2 separate regions of the Rattus norvegicus genome follow, and region 2 is linked to region 1. The links are chromatin contacts, called in public HiChIP or PLAC-seq maps. All regions are on one chromosome and are shown on one strand. Each heading gives the region's core, a stretch centred on a gene start, on an enhancer-like site or on the middle of the called end of the contact. The rest is flanking DNA. Distances are from core to core; before and after follow the strand shown. Region 1 holds the start of Hspa9 (heat shock protein family A (Hsp70) member 9). Region 2 holds the start of Sil1 (SIL1 nucleotide exchange factor).

Region 1 (4,755 bases), core at 1,426-3,925:
TGGGTAAAGAAGCAGGACAACTATAGATTCCCAGGAGCTCTAAGCCTTGACAACTCAAAAGAAAGTTTGTGTATTCTGCTGAAGAGGCTTCAACAACCTTTACATAACACAAATGTGGAGCTCTCCTTGTTTCTAGTGAGTAGAAGCTTCCGACCTCCAGTCTTGCTGGACTCCTAACACAGCAAGCCATTTCAAGTCCTCTAATGACATCACCACCAGTTCCCCAAAGTCCATGTTTCACTTGTACTCTTGGAAGTTAGATCCATTTAATTATGAACACCCAAAGGTTAATTCCTAAGTCTTAAAAAAGCAAAAGCGGTTGGGGATTAGCACAGTGGTAGAGCACAGGGCCCTGGGTTCAGTCCTCAGCTTGGGGCAGAGGGGAGCAGTGGGGCAAAAGCAGGCTTTAAATGCAAATTAGAAGCCTAGAGTGGTTAATAATGCCTGTGATCTTAGCACTTAATACTGTACCCTTGAAGCTGGCCCAGGATACAGTATCTCAGGAGGAAAAACCAGCACCAAACTAAACACATCATTGCTTGTTTGTAAGACAGGGTTTCTCTGTGTGGCCCTCGTTATCCTGAACTCACAGATCCCTCTGACTTTGCTGGGATTAAAGGTGTCCACCATCAAGCTGGGCTCCGATTTAGCATTCCTGTGTACTTAATGCCATTCCTATGTACTAGATATCTAAATGACCCCGGGCTTCAATTTATTCTCACCTTGGCTTGTTTGCCCTCCATAACAGCCACACAGGAGTTAGTAGTACCCAAATCAATTCCAACAACTGCACCCTTGATTGCTTCTGACCTGTAAGAAATGAAACACCATGGTCATCTTAACAATGATCTCCAATGTCAGGAAGAACTGTTTTATGTTGGTGTTAACAGTGGCACACTAAATCAACTACAAATACAAACGAATAGTTAGCGATAAAGAGGAATAGTTCCATGTTAACAAATACACCCATCATAGCTGAGGTTCAATGTGTGTTTTTCTCAGAGAGAGTGAGGTTATACTTACGCATAATCCCTTCTTGAAACAAATCTAAAAGCCTCATGACTAAGGCCATTCCAGCCATCCTGGGGAGAAAAAATATTGCATCAGCCACCAACTACAAAGACTCTTGTTTTTTTTCCAATTATTCTGAAAAAACTCATGCAACTTTTAGTCCTTAGTATGTAAAATACATAGATTACAGATCACATATCTACAAGTTTTCCAGACTTGTCTGGTAAAATTAAGCGTACATAAAATTGTCTTGAATTGCCACCACTAAAGAAAAAAAAAATTACATTGCAATGGATGTACAACTTTGACATTATTTATCTTGTACCAGTATCTGCTGTGACAAACTGTGATGCTTAGAAGCAACTCTGGCCTTTACCAACAAGCCCCCCATAAATTGTCACTCAATTTAGGACAACCTGGAAGTGGGCAGAAGTGCCTTGCTCGAACACAAACTCCCGTGAGGGGAGGGGGGAGGGGGAGGGGGGAGGGAGGGAGAGAGACACTGAGACTGTGTGCGAGAACCACTTTTGCTGAACACCTGATTAAGGAGACACCAAAAATTTCAAAATTCAGTTGACTGGCCTAATGGCAAATGCCTTTATTCCTAAAACCTCAAAGCCAGAGACAGGCCTGGTCTAGAACAGCTAGGGCTACACAGTGAGACCCTGTCTCAAAATAAACTCACAACCCTGTACACCTCACTTCAATAACGTGTGCACTGCAAGTAGAGATTTAAAGTTCTCAGATACATTTCCACTGGCCTGGTCAAACAATTATTTTGGAGAGTTTCAGGTCTCAATCTCCAAAGACGTACTTTTTCTTATTTCAGATCAAAATCTTTTTTCTACTTGTTATTATAAATCACAAGTAAATCGAAGGAAAAAAACCTCTCTATCTTTGGAGCTGGGTGTGCTCGCCTTCAATCTCAGCCCTCGTGGGGAAGAGACAGGCGCGGGGATGTGGGGGTGTCTCTGTGAAGCCCACAAAGTTAATTCCCGGGCAGACAGGTCTACAAAGAAACCCTTTCTCAAAAATATAAAGTGAAAAGTCAAAGAATGGAGTTGGAATGTTGGAATTTAATTTTCAGTTCCTAATGTGGATACCCCCCACTTCTTCACAGCAGCGACATTCTTGAATATTTACAGCAGAGAAACTGTCCATCAACCCTCAACAGTCTAGCGTACATAGTTCTGCGTTTCCAGTAAACTATACCTACTGTCTAAGACCAAGCACATCCAATGTGCTACAGGTTAGAGGGCCACTACGTCGTGAATTATTGGGGTAAAGACTTCAGAACGCCAAGGATTGTGACTCAGCATAGCTCGAGGCTAAAGCCCTCAAAGAAGGCCAACAAAGACTATCGAAGGTCCGTTACCTTCCTACGCTCCGGATTTCTCCTAGAGTCTGACCCCGAAGGGCAAGGCCTGCCTTACTCGAGTCGGGGCCTGGAGCCCCTACCGGAAGGCATGGCAGCTCCTCACCTGGTGACGGGCGGCGGCGGGACTCCGGGACGCTGTGGTGCCCACGAGACGCGCGGCCGCGGCTCTGCTGGCGCTTATCATGGCGGCTGGACAGAGGGCTACGAGGGCAAGAACAAACACCCCACAGACCCGGAGCTGCGTGCACGGCGGTGGCTACGCTTCTGGAACCCTCCAACCACGTGGGGTGGGGGGGCGGGGGCTGGCCGCTGCAGCAATGAAGCCCGCTGTTCTGCTGAGGCACCTAGCGTAGTGCCTGACCAGAAACTTCCTGTTTGCTGCTCCCGGAATCGGCGCACGCCGCGAGCACGCTCCTCAGAATGATCGTTGAAAATTTCCGTTCTTTCATCACGGCTTCTGGGGCTGTGGGAACAGTGAGAAGGGAGCGGGAGAAGAGAGACGTACAGGCATTACTTCAGACAGCCCCGGTCCTTGAGGCAGGAAAGACTCAAGGTCACACGGGATAAATTACGAACCGATTACAGTCTCCTTGCGTCAGTTGCGCAGAAGGAGGGGCCTCCTGCGCCTGCGTCGTCGGCTCCGGATGAAGCCCTGTAGCGCATGTGTAAGGGGCGTGGAGGAAACGGGTTAGGACTTAACTGTAGCGTTTATTGGATACTCCAGTGCACGCGAATTTACTGGAGAGTACCGGGGGCGCGAGCTCGCGCGCTCACTGGTAGGCGCGTGGGAGTTTTTCCCGAGGCCGCTACTTGCAGCGGGCGCCATCTTGTCCTCAGGCGTTGATAAGGGGACCTTTGTTCTCACCGTTTATTCATAGCTTCAAGTATGCACACCTGTATATGCGCGGTCTTATGGGATCTGATGTCCTCTTCTGGTATGTCTGAAGACAGCTACAGTGTACTCACATGCACAAAATAAATAAATCTTAAAAAAAAAAAAGACTGTCTTGAGAAGGATGAGGGCTCTTACGTGAGCTCTTAAGGTTTGCTGGGCCAGAGGCGACTCTTTTTCAAACCTTGCACTTGCCAGGTGTTAGTTATACTGTGACTTTTTTTTTTTTTTTTAAGACAAGGTTTCAGACGGGGTGTAAATGGCTGGGCATGGGGAGAGTCTCTCTATATGGCCCTGGCTGTCACAGAACTAGCTATATAGACCGGGCTGGCCTTGATCCCCCGCCAGTCTATCCCCGGAGTGCTGGAATTAAAGGCTGCACCACCCCACCCAACCCCAGTGTTTTACTAGCCTTAGCTATGTGGTGGTTTTGTAGCTTTTGTTGTCCTCAAACTCAAGGCTGACCCTTTCGAATGCCTGGATTACAGATGTGAGGTGTGTCTGTCCAGAGACTTTCAGGGACAAAACCTGAACAAATGTTGTGTCAAGTTTTTCTCGATGGTGGTAAAAACAGTTCAGTGATTCAAAGACAGTGAAATAGAACTTGGTTTTGGAGGTAAGCAGTTTGATATAAATAGAAAATAGTTGGGTAGGAAGTGGTTGTACAGTTCTGTGATTCCAGCGGCCATCTTTGATTTCATCACTCGTTCCAGGCCAATGGGCTACATGAGACTATCTCAAAGAAAAAGAAGTGAAAGTAGTCATCACTGTAACAAGTAATGAAGAAAGTGGTGAAATTAGGAGATAAAATACAGTTTACATTATGAAAAGAAGGGAAGGAAAGATAGCTGGGAATGGTGCTGTAAGCCTCCAGCACTTGGGAGGAAGTAGAATCAGAAATACAAGGTCACCTTTGGTGATATAATTAGTTGGAAAGCAGCTTGATGACACTAAGAGACGGTGAACCTGTTTCAAAAAGGGTTAATAAAATTAAGTTAGGACAGACATTACAATTACATACATTTTTAAAAATGTCCTTGTGTGGGGTTGGGGATTTAGCTCAGTGGTAGAGCTAAAGGCCCTGGGTTCGGTTCCCAGCTCCGAAAAAAAAAAATGTCCTCGTGTGATAAATGCTTGTGTTCTATCAGACATGTGGAGGGTCTGATTTTAACATAGCTACATAGTAAGACTGTCTCAAAAAGTAAAAGGACTAGAATTGTATCTGAGTTGTTAAGTGTGCTAGCCTAGAAGGTACTAGGCCATGAGTCCATACTCATCATCCCTTAAATCAGGTTTAGTGGCACAAACTTCATCCCAGCTTTCAGGAGGAACATTTTAAGTTCTAGACCAGCCTGGGCTATATTACCAGTAACAGGCTACATAGGAGTCTCAAATCAAAAAGGAACCTCTCGCCTCTCTTCATCAAATTACACTTGTCATTATATCCTTACTGATCTAGCACTTGAAGAAATTA
Region 2 (4,755 bases), core at 1,168-3,667, 550 kb after region 1:
GAAGAGAGGCTTTCCCAAGGGACTGGAAGACAGCCTCCATAACAGCTTCCTTTAGGAGAAAGAATGAGAATAGACAGGAGGCAAAGGGTGGTGGTGAACATCTTTAACCCCGACACTCTGGAGGCAGAGGCAGGCAGAGCTCTCCTAGTTTGAAGACAGCCTGGTCTACATATTAAGAATTAAGACAGGGCTGGAGAGATGGCTCAGCGGTTAAGAGCACCCGACTGCTCTTCCAGAGGTCCTGAGTTCAATTCCCAGCAACCACATGGTGGCTCACAACCATCTGTAAAGAGATCTGATGCCCTCTTCTGGTGTATCTGAAGACAGCTACAGTGTACTTATATATAATAAATGAATAAATCTTTAAAAAAAAAAAAAAGAATTAAGACCAGGACAGCCACAGCTCCAGAGTGAGACCCAGTTTCAAAGAAAGAAAAAAGTTTTAATCAATCTGAAGACATACTAGTGTCAAGGTCTTATAACCATGTGCCATTTAGTTTTCAGGAAAAAAAAATGTGAGATGCTAATGTGACTGATCTCTGACAATTTCTAGGTGTGGGTTTTCAAACCTGCTTTGGAAGGTAGCCATATCACTCAGATGCTGCCCACCCTCAGCCCCCAAGGCCACACCTACACACAGCACAGAGAGAGTAGACTGGAGCTTCTGCTGTGTTTGCTATTTCAGAATCCATTTTGTTAGTTTTCAGTTTCATTTAATTGGCCTTTTTCCCTGTCATGAGACATACTGGGGCTCAAAGCTGGCCTCAGTAGAGATGAAACAGCCTTCAAAAAAAATAAAAAATAAAAAAAAACAGGAAAGAGGAAGAAAACAACATTAAATGCCATGAGGACTTTTATTTCTGAGCTGTCATGTGCCTACTAACACACTCCCCTTGCCCATATCAGTAAAATATGCGGTGTTTTCTATTGCCAGCTTCCCTAAAAGAGCACAAATATTAATATGCAGGTTGAACTTACTACCTGAAAGAAAGGCCAAACCTGATATGGCAGGTTCATCTTAAGCATTCAAGAGCCAAGTGCCAGCGGAAAACACTGACCAATTTCTCCCTCATAAATAGCAATCCTAATGTTACAATATGGTTTCCACTAAAATCTTATCTAATCTCTAAATGTATTTCTTATCAGAGAAACTTTTGAGTACAAAGCTAAAAAGGCCATACACACAGAGAGAGAACACATACACACAGTCTTTCACACTCTCAAAACAAATACCGCTAGTATTTGTAAACACATCAGTTTCTTCTCTTAGCAAACAGGGAGGATTCATTTTCTTCCTGCCCACCTATCGTGGGTTAATCTAATCTAATCATTCCCTCAAAGCAGTTCGAAGTTTTGAGTGGGAGAGCCAGCTGGATTTGAACAGAAACCAGGCATTATACATTTTAAAAACTGATTCCTCGTATGGGTCATGGAGATTAGATAAACAGAAGGTCTCAAGTCTTCTGGGCTGAATTGAAACTCTGTAATCTAAGAATTACACTGAAATCTCGATGCTCCTGCCTTACTCCTTCGTGCTGGGATTGCCGGCACACACTATAGTGTATACACCTAGTACGTGTGGAGCTAGGGATTGAATCCAAGGCTTCATCATTGAGCTACATCTCCAGCCTTCATCAATATATACTTAAAGGCACCTAACAGTGCAAAAGGGAGTTGTTATTTTCTCAGCTGTTGGACATTTCTGAAATCCAGTTCTTTCCAAAAGGTCATCTGAATGGTAATACTGCTATGTGAGCAGCGGGTGCCTACATAATACTTCATCCGAAGTTCCTGGAGAAGGCCTAGAGATTAAGCACAAAGTAATTTGAAATCACAATAAAGTCTATACCCTTATAACCTGTGCATCAAAATAAAGTTTTACATCTACCGGAGCAAATAAAACACGTAAAAGAGGAGGTAGACTACCAAAGGGGTAGGGCGCAATACTGTATGTCAAGAGGTACCGACCAATTACCAAAAAGTCAACCCTGGAAGTATCTTAGAGAGCAACATCTAATTCATCCCTTCTTTGGACAGATGTGGGAAAACTGAGACCGAAGGTAGAGAATAAAGAAGGAAACTCAAAACATGTGCAGGCCAAAGCCACTGCCCCCTCTTCTGGCGTCGGAGGGGTCACTGCGCCGCTAAAAGGAAAATGACAGAGCACAGCTTTTGAGCTGCCAGCCTAGGCATCTCGCCTGCGAGGCACTGTGGTGGATGTGGTGGGACCCGGGACGCTGTGGGAAGGTGCGGAGAGCGCGGGAGGGAGGAGGCCGCTAACGGCAGGAGGCCGGGCCGGTCCACTCTGCGTCCCGCTCCAGGGCCCGGGGCCCCCACCTCCCCTACCTTCGGCTTTCCACCGCAGCCTAGGGGCAGACACAATCCCCACAATTCCAGGCGGCTGCAGCGGCAACCAACTCCTCCTGCGCAAACGCCGTGCCAGTGGCTGCCTGAATCTGAAGGCGCGTGCCTATTACGTCATTCTCAATCTTGCCCAATGGTAACCTGCCAGAACAGCCTCCAGCATCTCTCATCCGACGCGGCATTGTTAGCCCCGCCTTCCTCAGCTGCTAAGCCCCGCCCCTAGCGTCTTCCTCCGCAAAAAATTGTTGAAATTTGTTCATGTCCCTCCGCTGGGAGCTGTATCTAAAAAGAGCTACCCGTGGGCCTGCTCTTGTTTCCCACCTAAAACTTCAGTTTCTTGTTTAATTTCCCAAGATTGTAACTTCTTTCTAGTGTAAGGATCTTTAGAAAGAAACCTGAGTGGGTGGGAGGTAAATATAAATCACGATGTTATGACTCAAGTTTGTGACACACATCGAATCTCAAGCAATAAATAGTCCTTTGAAAGATGGATGCAAAATAGAGCACCTGTAAGTCACTAGCTTTATATAATTGTGTTTTGCGTATGTTTTAAAAATGATCAATCATTTTAACGATAAATAGGGCCCCTGCATTTCTAATCCTGTCATACCACGACCGTGTATTTGCCAGGTGATGCACATACACAAGATTAGAATTGCTGTCGTCTTACAAATAGAACAAAGCTCAAAGAGGATGTTCTATTTTGCTTCCTATTGCTGTGAGAAAATACTTTCACAGCTCAGGCCCACCATCCTAGGGATGGTACTGCCCACTGTGGTCTGGACCTCTCTTCAGTTACCAGTCTCGAAAATGCCCACACGCATGCCCAAAGGCCAATCTGCAGACGGGCGGCGGTTCCTCTACTGAGGCTCTTCCTGGGTCAAGTTGACAACTTTGAAGCTCTGATAGGATAAAGGGCCTATACAAGGTCACAGAATGAAACCGGTAGCAGATGGATGGGACACTTCCAAAGTAATGTTGTTGTTTTTCATGATTTATTTTTATTTTTATGTTAATTGATGGTTTGTTTGCATGTACAACTGTGTGAGGGTGTCAGAACCCCTGGAACTGGAGTTACAAAAAGATGTCAGCTACCATGTGGGTGCTATGAATTGAACCCAAGTCCTCTGGAAGAACAGCCAGTGCTCTTAACCACTGAGCCATCCCTCCAGCTCCATAAAGTCATGTTTTCTTGCTACTATATCACATATACACAGCCTTATTAAACCTGACTGGTAAAATAGTTGCCAGTGGTTCCAGGCCACTTTTGAGTGGAGAAAGGGATAATCCAAGGCAGCAGTGTCCTCAAATAGCAAATATTCCCCAAGATACAACAATCTATTTATTTCTGGAATTCCTGTGCATTCTTAGTATATTAGGTTAGCTTCCAGCTTCCAATTTACCCTCTTAATTATGTTATTTCAAGCAGGTGGGAGATTGACTTCATAATCACTGGGCAAAGCCTCAGTCAGTAGCTAGGGAGGGAGTTGCTGGGTGAGTAGCACCAGTGAGAGATGATAAACATTTCTTTGGGTTCTTGACAGGAAAGAACAGAGAACAGCTTACTCTCCTGTGCCATGCTCCTATTGCCTTGTCACCGTAAAGGAGAGCTAACTGCAAACCACACGCACCAGAAAAATTCCTTCTGTCCTTTTATCAGGTACTTGTCTCAGTGATGGAAAAAAGTAAAGATACAAGGGAATACATTTATGCAGTGAGAAATTTGGCTTCTTTAAAAACCCAGTTATATTGTGGGAGTTGTTTTTGTTTTAATCCCAAGGATATGGGGCTGCCTCAGATTGTCCACAGCTGCTATGGGTTTTGTCAGCTGCTGATAGTATACGTTTGGAATTCTATGGACTCTTGAAAGGAGATAAATGCAAGAGCTCAAACAAGGCTCATCATGGCGGCAGCGGCGGCGGCGGCTGCTGCTGCTGCTGCTGCTGCTGCTGCTGCTGCTGCTGCTGCTGCTGCTGCTGCTGCTGCTGCTGCTTTCACTTACCACTTTCGCATTTGCTGCTTTTGCTATTGCTATTGCTAGACTGATGGTTGGAGATATCCTGACAACAACAAAGATTGGAGTTGCCCCTAGGAACTCAAGCCCCCTAATCAGCAGGAAATAGTCTAAAGACATCCATATACCCTTTCCCCTCTAACCTTTCTCTCCTACCTTGTGTTGGGTTGGAAGGGATGTGGGTGGAATAAGGGTGGAGAAGGGTGGTAAGATATATGAACCCAAAAAAGTAGCTCCCAAAATGCACCTACAGATCTGAGTTTGGGGCCAGCCTGGTCTACATAGTGAGTTTCAGTGACTATCATAGTAAGATCTTGTCTTTTAAAAAGGCCTTTATTTTTTAAATTATGTGTGTGTGTATCTGTGTGCCTGTGTCT

What was found. HiChIP or PLAC-seq counts read pairs in DNA pulled down with a chosen protein or histone mark.
Region 2: a contact with region 1 is called in an H3K27ac HiChIP or PLAC-seq map of oligodendrocytes, with 14 times the contacts expected there. The contact joins the promoter of Sil1 here to the promoter of Hspa9 in region 1. A contact is called at or near these places in 1 of 12 Hi-C or Micro-C datasets (the A7r5 cell line) and 1 of 1 datasets of contacts at active chromatin or transcription factors (oligodendrocytes).

What each region holds. Positions count from the first base shown.
Region 1 is chr18:26,825,723-26,830,477 of GRCr8, forward strand. It overlaps Hspa9 (heat shock protein family A (Hsp70) member 9), which reads right to left and starts at 2,676. Exons shown (of 17, transcript NM_001100658.2): 1 at 2,493-2,676; 2 at 1,024-1,082; 3 at 723-810. The coding sequence starts at 2,573.
Region 2 is chr18:27,375,981-27,380,735 of GRCr8, forward strand. It overlaps Sil1 (SIL1 nucleotide exchange factor), which reads right to left and starts at 2,418. Exons shown (of 10, transcript NM_199376.1): 1 at 2,347-2,418. LOC102550858 (a long non-coding RNA gene) reads left to right here and starts at 2,508. Exons shown (of 3, transcript XR_596947.3): 1 at 2,508-2,873; 2 at 3,909-4,024.